Linked DNA regions of Podarcis muralis: region 1 is linked to region 2. Evidence: chromatin contacts called from public Hi-C data. All regions are on one chromosome and are shown on one strand. Each heading gives the region's core, a stretch centred on a gene start, on an enhancer-like site or on the middle of the called end of the contact. The rest is flanking DNA. Distances are from core to core; before and after follow the strand shown. Region 1 holds the start of TIPRL (TOR signaling pathway regulator). Region 2 holds the start of BLZF1 (basic leucine zipper nuclear factor 1).

Region 1 (3,435 bases), core at 96-2,595, 390 kb after region 2:
ATTCTTAAGACATTGTCTCCAAACATCATTTCTGGAACACAAGGAATGTGTAGTTCTTCAGCTAATCTGCATGGAAACAAAAAAGGTATGTCACTTTGGAATTATTTCACACTAACCACATAATTTAAAACAGAGACATAATTTGTTCTGAAGAATATTACAATATGCCACATCTAATTCCAAATATAGTAACACTGAATCAGCTGTGCTTATTTAAGATGAAATTAGCTCTGGAGAGTCTAAGCTTCCCCAAACATGTATGTTCCTTTCATTTTTGGTCTGTCTCATAAGTCCCCAGCTAGACCGCAAGAGGTTAATTCACTGGAGGTCGCAATTTACCACAATACCTTCACAGCACATGGGCACCACAAATACACTTGTCAGAACAACGTTAGCATTTAACAAGAGGATTTGCCACAAACGTAGCAGCACGTGAAGCAGCCCATAGAAAGCAAGAAAGTAAACTACAAACATATCACTTACAAATAACTGGTGAGGTGTATATGATCTGATTGATCAGAGGACTTAGTCGTCTGGCAGAAACCTTACACAGTGGTACCTCGGGTTAAGTACTTAATTCATTCCGGAGGTCCGTTCTTAACCTGAAACTGTTCTTAACCTGAAGCACCACTTTAGCTAATGGGGCCTCCTGCTGCTGCTGCACCGCCGGAGCATGATTTCTGTTCTCATCCTGAAGCAAAGTTCTTAACCTGAAGCACTATTTCTGGGTTAGCGGAGTCTGTAACCTGAAGCGTATGTAACCCGAGGTACCACTTGTAACTTGATCACTTAAAACAGCATGCCGGTTCAGAAACCTTAAAAGCATCCCCGCCCTCCTGCAAAGCATTTGCTTTCTGCACACTTGGGCTCAGGTGGGATTTTTAGGAAAATGGAAAAGGCTGTCGGTCGGGGGGGGGGGGTCACTTTACGTTTCAGTCGCCCAGGGAGATTTCCGGGCTTGTTTTCATTGAAATCCCATCAATAAAAGCCGCCGGCCATCCGAATTGGCCCGCTGCAACCTGAAGGGCTCGGCCGACCCAGAAGCGAAGGCTCTGGCGACAGTGTTCCCTAGCATCCCCGCCCCCCGCCTCGCACCTCTCGGCCTCCGACGACTTGATGATGTGGGTCCGAGCGGCCGTCAGCTTCCACGGCCCGAAAGTGAAGTCTCTCCGGCTGCTCTTGAATACGGGCATCATGTTGGCGGCGATGGAAGTAGCATAGAGAGGGCGAAGCGGGAGAGGGAGCGACTTCCGGACACCCTTCCAGGAGGAAAGCCCCGAAAAGGAGCCGTCGGAGGAATTAGTAGCGGGGTCTATTGTTGCTTTTTTTCTCCCCTCCCCCAAACAGCCGCCACCGGAAACAGAAAGAACCCTGTTTCCGCTTCCGGGTTCATCACATGTGCTTTGCAAAGAGGCTGCAGTCTTTCGCTAGTAACATTTCCGGTTCTTGGTTGAAGTCGGTGCCGTCTCCCATGTGCGGGGCAAATGCATGTGAATCCGTGGGGAAACTCAAGTAAGGAGGCCCTTTGTCGACGAGGCGCTTGAAATAGTTGCGCCCCCTTTCCCCCAAATCCCATGCAAAGGGCAAAAGAGACTAAACAAGGATGAGAGGCTCGTTTGTTTTCTTCGCAGGGGTTACACCGGGTTGGTGGGTGCGGAGTTTCTGCCCTCTCCAAAGCCTCAGAGAAAGCAGAAATTAAACAGAAAGTGACATGCTTAAAGTGATGACCGTTCATTTTCTACCTGCTGTGTAGTTTTGAAATATCCCGGGAGTGTATGTAACCCACAGGTGCAATGTTTTCGACAGAATCGTTGTGTCTACCCAAAAGATGCACAGGGTTTTGTTTTGTTTTTTAAAAAAAGTGGTAGACAGGCTCCCATGCCTTTAAAGGCTGTGTTGCAGGCACAACTTCAATTGGTGCAGTCTTCCCCTTATGGAGACATGGGGGTTGCATCTGTTGAATATCTGCTTTTTATGCAGCCCTGTAGCCACAGGAGGACCTGACTCCCTGGAGGAAATTCAAACGCACCTTGTCTGAATTTTTAGTTTTCATTTAACAACAAACCTCTAGCTCTTGCAAGATATAAACGCAGTCAGAATGATACCCAACTGAGCACTAAGAACTAAATTTGCTCTCACTATTTAGTAGTCTGGCCAATGAATGCACTAGGTCCTTATTTTTACGTTGTATAAATCATGTTGTTGTTGGCATCTGTCGGTCTCAGGAGACAGTGGAAGAGTGCACCTTAGCTGGTAAAGTCAAAACAGTTGCAGAGTCACAGTGCCTCCTGTGGCTGTAGAGACTGATACAGGAGAGATATGTTTTGTTGCAAGTGGGGTAGATGAAGGCTTCTGGTTATGCTACTATAGGCGCACCATTGTGTTGCTTCTCTTTGTGCTCCTCCCAGTAGTTACTCTCCCTCTAGTTCAGCCTTTCTCAACCTGTGGGCCCCCAGATGTTGTTGGACTACAACTCCCATCCCATACAACCCCTAGCTAGCAAAGCCAGAGCTCAGGGATGCTGGGAGTTGTAGTCCAACAACATCTGGGGACCCACAAGTTGAGAACCGCTGCCACTGCTGTAGATACACAACCTGTCTTTCTCTAGGCACTGTGGTTGTCTGCAGGGGATTCACACAGGGCATGGTTAATGTTGCCACCCTTCATGTCACATTTGCAGACGTAACAGAGTTGATCTGCTAACCGGCCTAGTGCCTGAAGCCAGCTCCCTGTGGAGCACGTCCTTGGGGATCCTGCCATCTTCCATTCTGCGGATGTGACCAAGCCAGCATAGACGTCACTGAGAGGACAAGCTTATTGGCAAGGCAACTATGGCATTGGTTCGCCTCTCCAAAAGGCTGTGGGAGAATGTGATGCTAACAACCAAGATCAAGGTCAACCAGGCTTGCCTTGTTAACCATGCTGCTTTATGGAAGTGAGTTGTGGACGACTTATAAATCAGTGTTTAATGACTTGGTATATGGCAATTTCTTATGTTCCTCTGGGGATGGGGGGAGGCAGCAGCTTCTTCTCTTCCTTCTTCCATTTTCACTTCAGCACACTGGACTTCCCTTCCCCTGAGAACAAGGAGCAGCAACTGTTGTCCAGGCTAAGGGATGGCCAGTTGAAGGTGGCCTGCCCAGGGTGTGGCAAAATCCTTCAGTGGACTCCACCCTCATATTCCATACCCCTCTGTTCCATAAGAGTTCTGTGTCAAACATTCATCAAAAATCTGTTATCTTCTCATTTTCTGGCCAAGCACATACTTTACCTTTGTTCCTTCAACTGCCCAATTAACAGTTTCTATTTACTCTCTAAATCATTTAATCTAAATAGGGAATAAAGTGGTGCTTTAAATTCTGCCAGTTGGATAGAGCTATGTGGGTAGAGAAGAGCAAGGAAAGACACCGAATAAACAAAACGCTTACTTCATCA
Region 2 (3,094 bases), core at 298-2,797:
CTATTATTTTGAAACAGGAAGTTGACTAAGGCTGCAACGCTAATCATACTTAGGCAGCAACTTCCACAGAACTGAGGGGGTTTAATTTGAACAAACATGTTCAGAATCAGGCTAGCCAAGTTACTTCTTTTCCCCATCCTGCCTCATGACAGGTCTTTTCACCCATCAGAAACTGGCCCTTGAAGCTGTTGTCTAGAGTCTTACAGTTTTGGCATTGTTAATAACTGACAAACCCAAAGAGGCAGAAATTGTGCACTGGAAACTCAGAAACTAAGTTGTAGTGTCCTATACTAGAGATAAAATTCTTTACCTGCAAAGAAGCAATAGGATGATGCTTCTTCCACAGGCTGTGTGCTACCACAAATTCAGCAAGTGTGTCAGATTTTCACTTTGTATCTTAAATCCCTTCAGCCTCATCTCACTGGAAGCCTACACTCCTATGCACATTTACCTGTGAATTAGTCCCATTTGAATTTACTGGGTAGGACAGATGTCAGTCCTGCAGGATCCACTTTTACTAAAAACCCTCCACCAGCTTGAGCCAAGTGAAAACGACATGCGTTTCAAAATTAAAAATTCTGACCCTGTGAATTTGTTTTGAGCACTAGAACTGAAGTGAGCTCACAATCCTCACACACTGATCTCTGCTCCCAAGTCTCTCCCAGTCCCCACTTCAGCACCATAATTTGGCATTTGGTTGTCATTCTTAAAACAGTTGGGAGTCAGAAATCCTCACCCATCTTTTCCACGCCTGCTAAAAACATTCCTGTTTAGACAAGCCTACCCAGATGTTTGGAAAGCTGAGGTAATTTTAATCTGTTTGAGTATTTTAACTTTTGCATGTTTTTAAAGTAGGGTATTCCCCCCCTTGATTTCATCTTTTGCAAACCGCTTTGATCCCCCCCCCTTGTTTACAGCCAAGAGGTGTATAAATTTTATGAAACAAAAAACCAACAAAAAACAAGCCCACCCAGAAGCCTCCCGGTAGATCCCGATCCACCTTCTGCCAACATCTGCTATGCAATATACACTGTGGCACAGTACTACGCCCGAATGAGAAAAAAACGATTCTGGCTACCCCGCAGTACACTTTCGATGAGATCTACTTCCCAGGATGGGCAGTTTGGGAAATGCAGCAGCAGCATAGCTGTCAACCTTTCCAGCTGCTATCCCGGATTGTTAGTTATCCCGTAGACTGTCCCCGGGACAGGTGAGGCTACTGATCCCTTATTTTCTAGGCTGTTGATCCCTTATTTTCAAATCTGAAAGTTGACAGCTATGAGCAGCAGGTTGCTTCGCTACGAGGGAATTTAACAACGCGTGAAATGTCATAGTTTCCTCCCACCCGCAGCCGCCCAGGCCGCCCCCGCACCGCACAACACTCCCTCGACTTACCAGCGGCCCGGATTACTTGCGAGTAGTTTCCCTTGTCGCCCCTCTCACTCCCTCGCCATCTCTCACTCGTCCGCCTTCTCTAATCAACTTCCGCTCTATTGACTTCCGCATATAGAGGCATATCTAATAGACTGGCGCACAGAGGTTAACTTCCGGATTGCTTTCGAACTCCACGACCTTCCCACGACGCGAGAGCCCCCCTAACAAAACCAGTTGGGAAGCCCCGGGTTTTAGTGTACCGTTGATTTGAGTGACATCCCTCTCCCCTGCCTATAATATAGTATAGTATAGTATAGTATAATATAATATAATATAATATAATATAATATAATATAATATAATATAATAATATAATATAATATAATATAATATAATATAATATAATATAATATAATATAATATAATATAATATAATATAATATAAATGTATTAGCAAAGAGTTTGTTCTCTTTTCTAACTCAAGACTTATTTCCTTGGCAGAAAGGCAACAATAAACTTCAATCCCATTTGCAAAGCTAAGCAGTGTCCAGTACGGTTTCAAATTAGATGGGGCACCGCATGTTGAGATGCCTGCATTGCAGAGGGTTGGACTAGATGACCCTAAGGACCCCCCTTCCAGCTATATGATTCTATTCCACATTTCTCTACCCCCCTCCCCTCATGGGCAGCTGTCACTTGGTATAGGAAGGTGAAGCGGGAGCGGGAGCTTCAAAAAGAATTTATGAGGCATGACCGCGAGAGAAGTGCGCATTTGTTTACTCTGCAATTTCCTATCTCTACGCTTCGGTGCAACTTCACAGCGATGACGTCCGCTTATGTTGCGCTCCGTATTTCAGTGGGGAGTAATAGCCTGGCTCTATCTACCGTCGAGGCCTAGAGCGGCGCTTACTCTGAGCCAATCGTGAGTCACCGCCGATGGCGGTTTCCCCCTTTCAACGGAAGTTTATTTTCACCCCCGCGTCCTATGCGCGCGCCGGGAAAGAGGCGTGGCTTCGGTTGCTAAGAAGCGGTTTTGGTTGGCGAGCGGGCAGAGCTGGACCGTTTTGTTGTTGGAGGGAGCTGGTGCTGCTTGGGCTGAGGCAGAGGAGCGTGAAGGGCAGGCGAGGACGGTACCATGGTGAGTTCCGGGGTGGGGGGGTTGGAATGATGCATTAGCTAGTCGCCGTGTGTGTGTGTGTGTGTGTGTGTGTGTGTGTGTGTGTGTGTGTATATAATGCTTCTGCAGTGACTCCCATTGAGGGATGGTATGTTAGCGAAGAAATGGTGCTTAATAGCTCCTCAGTGGGGGTGATTTTTTTTGGGGGGGGGATGTGTTGTGACGTCACTGATTACATTTATTTACATCCTGCCTTTCTTCTGAGAAGCTCAAGGCAGTGGCCGCTGTTATTCTTCTCCCTCATTTTATCCTCACAGCAACCCTGTGAGGTAGGCTAGGCTGGGGATGAGTGACAGGCCCAACGCCACCCAGGAAAGCCCATGGCTGAGTGGTGGTGTAATAATAATAATAATAATAATTTAATAATACCCCTCCCATCTGGCTGGGTTTCCAGAATCTGGCAGCTTCCAACAGAACACTAAAATACAATAAACATTAAAAGCTTCCCTAAACAGGGCTGCCTTCTAAAAGTTTGGTAGTTATTTTTCTCTTTGACATCTGATGGGAGGGCGTTCCACAGGGCGGGTGCCACCACCGAGAAGG

What was found. A called contact is a pair of places that touch in the nucleus more often than the background predicts.
Region 1: a Hi-C map of tail shows a contact between it and region 2, with 2.3 times the contacts expected there. The contact joins the promoter of TIPRL here to the promoter of BLZF1 in region 2. A contact is called at or near these places in 2 of 3 Hi-C or Micro-C datasets (blood and tail).

Annotation. Positions count from the first base shown.
Region 1 is chr4:34,504,665-34,508,099 of rPodMur119.hap1.1, forward strand. It overlaps TIPRL (TOR signaling pathway regulator), which reads right to left and starts at 1,346. Exons shown (of 7, transcript XM_028726619.2): 1 at 1,096-1,346; 2 at 1-66. The coding sequence starts at 1,196. It overlaps LOC144327489 (a long non-coding RNA gene), which reads left to right and starts at 1,423. Exons shown (of 2, transcript XR_013392551.1): 1 at 1,423-1,512; 2 at 2,681-2,973.
Region 2 is chr4:34,112,218-34,115,311 of rPodMur119.hap1.1, forward strand. BLZF1 (basic leucine zipper nuclear factor 1) reads right to left here and starts at 1,548. Exons shown (of 8, transcript XM_077927169.1): 1 at 1,396-1,548. NME7 (NME/NM23 family member 7) reads left to right here and starts at 2,352. Exons shown (of 12, transcript XM_028726613.2): 1 at 2,352-2,512. The coding sequence starts at 2,510.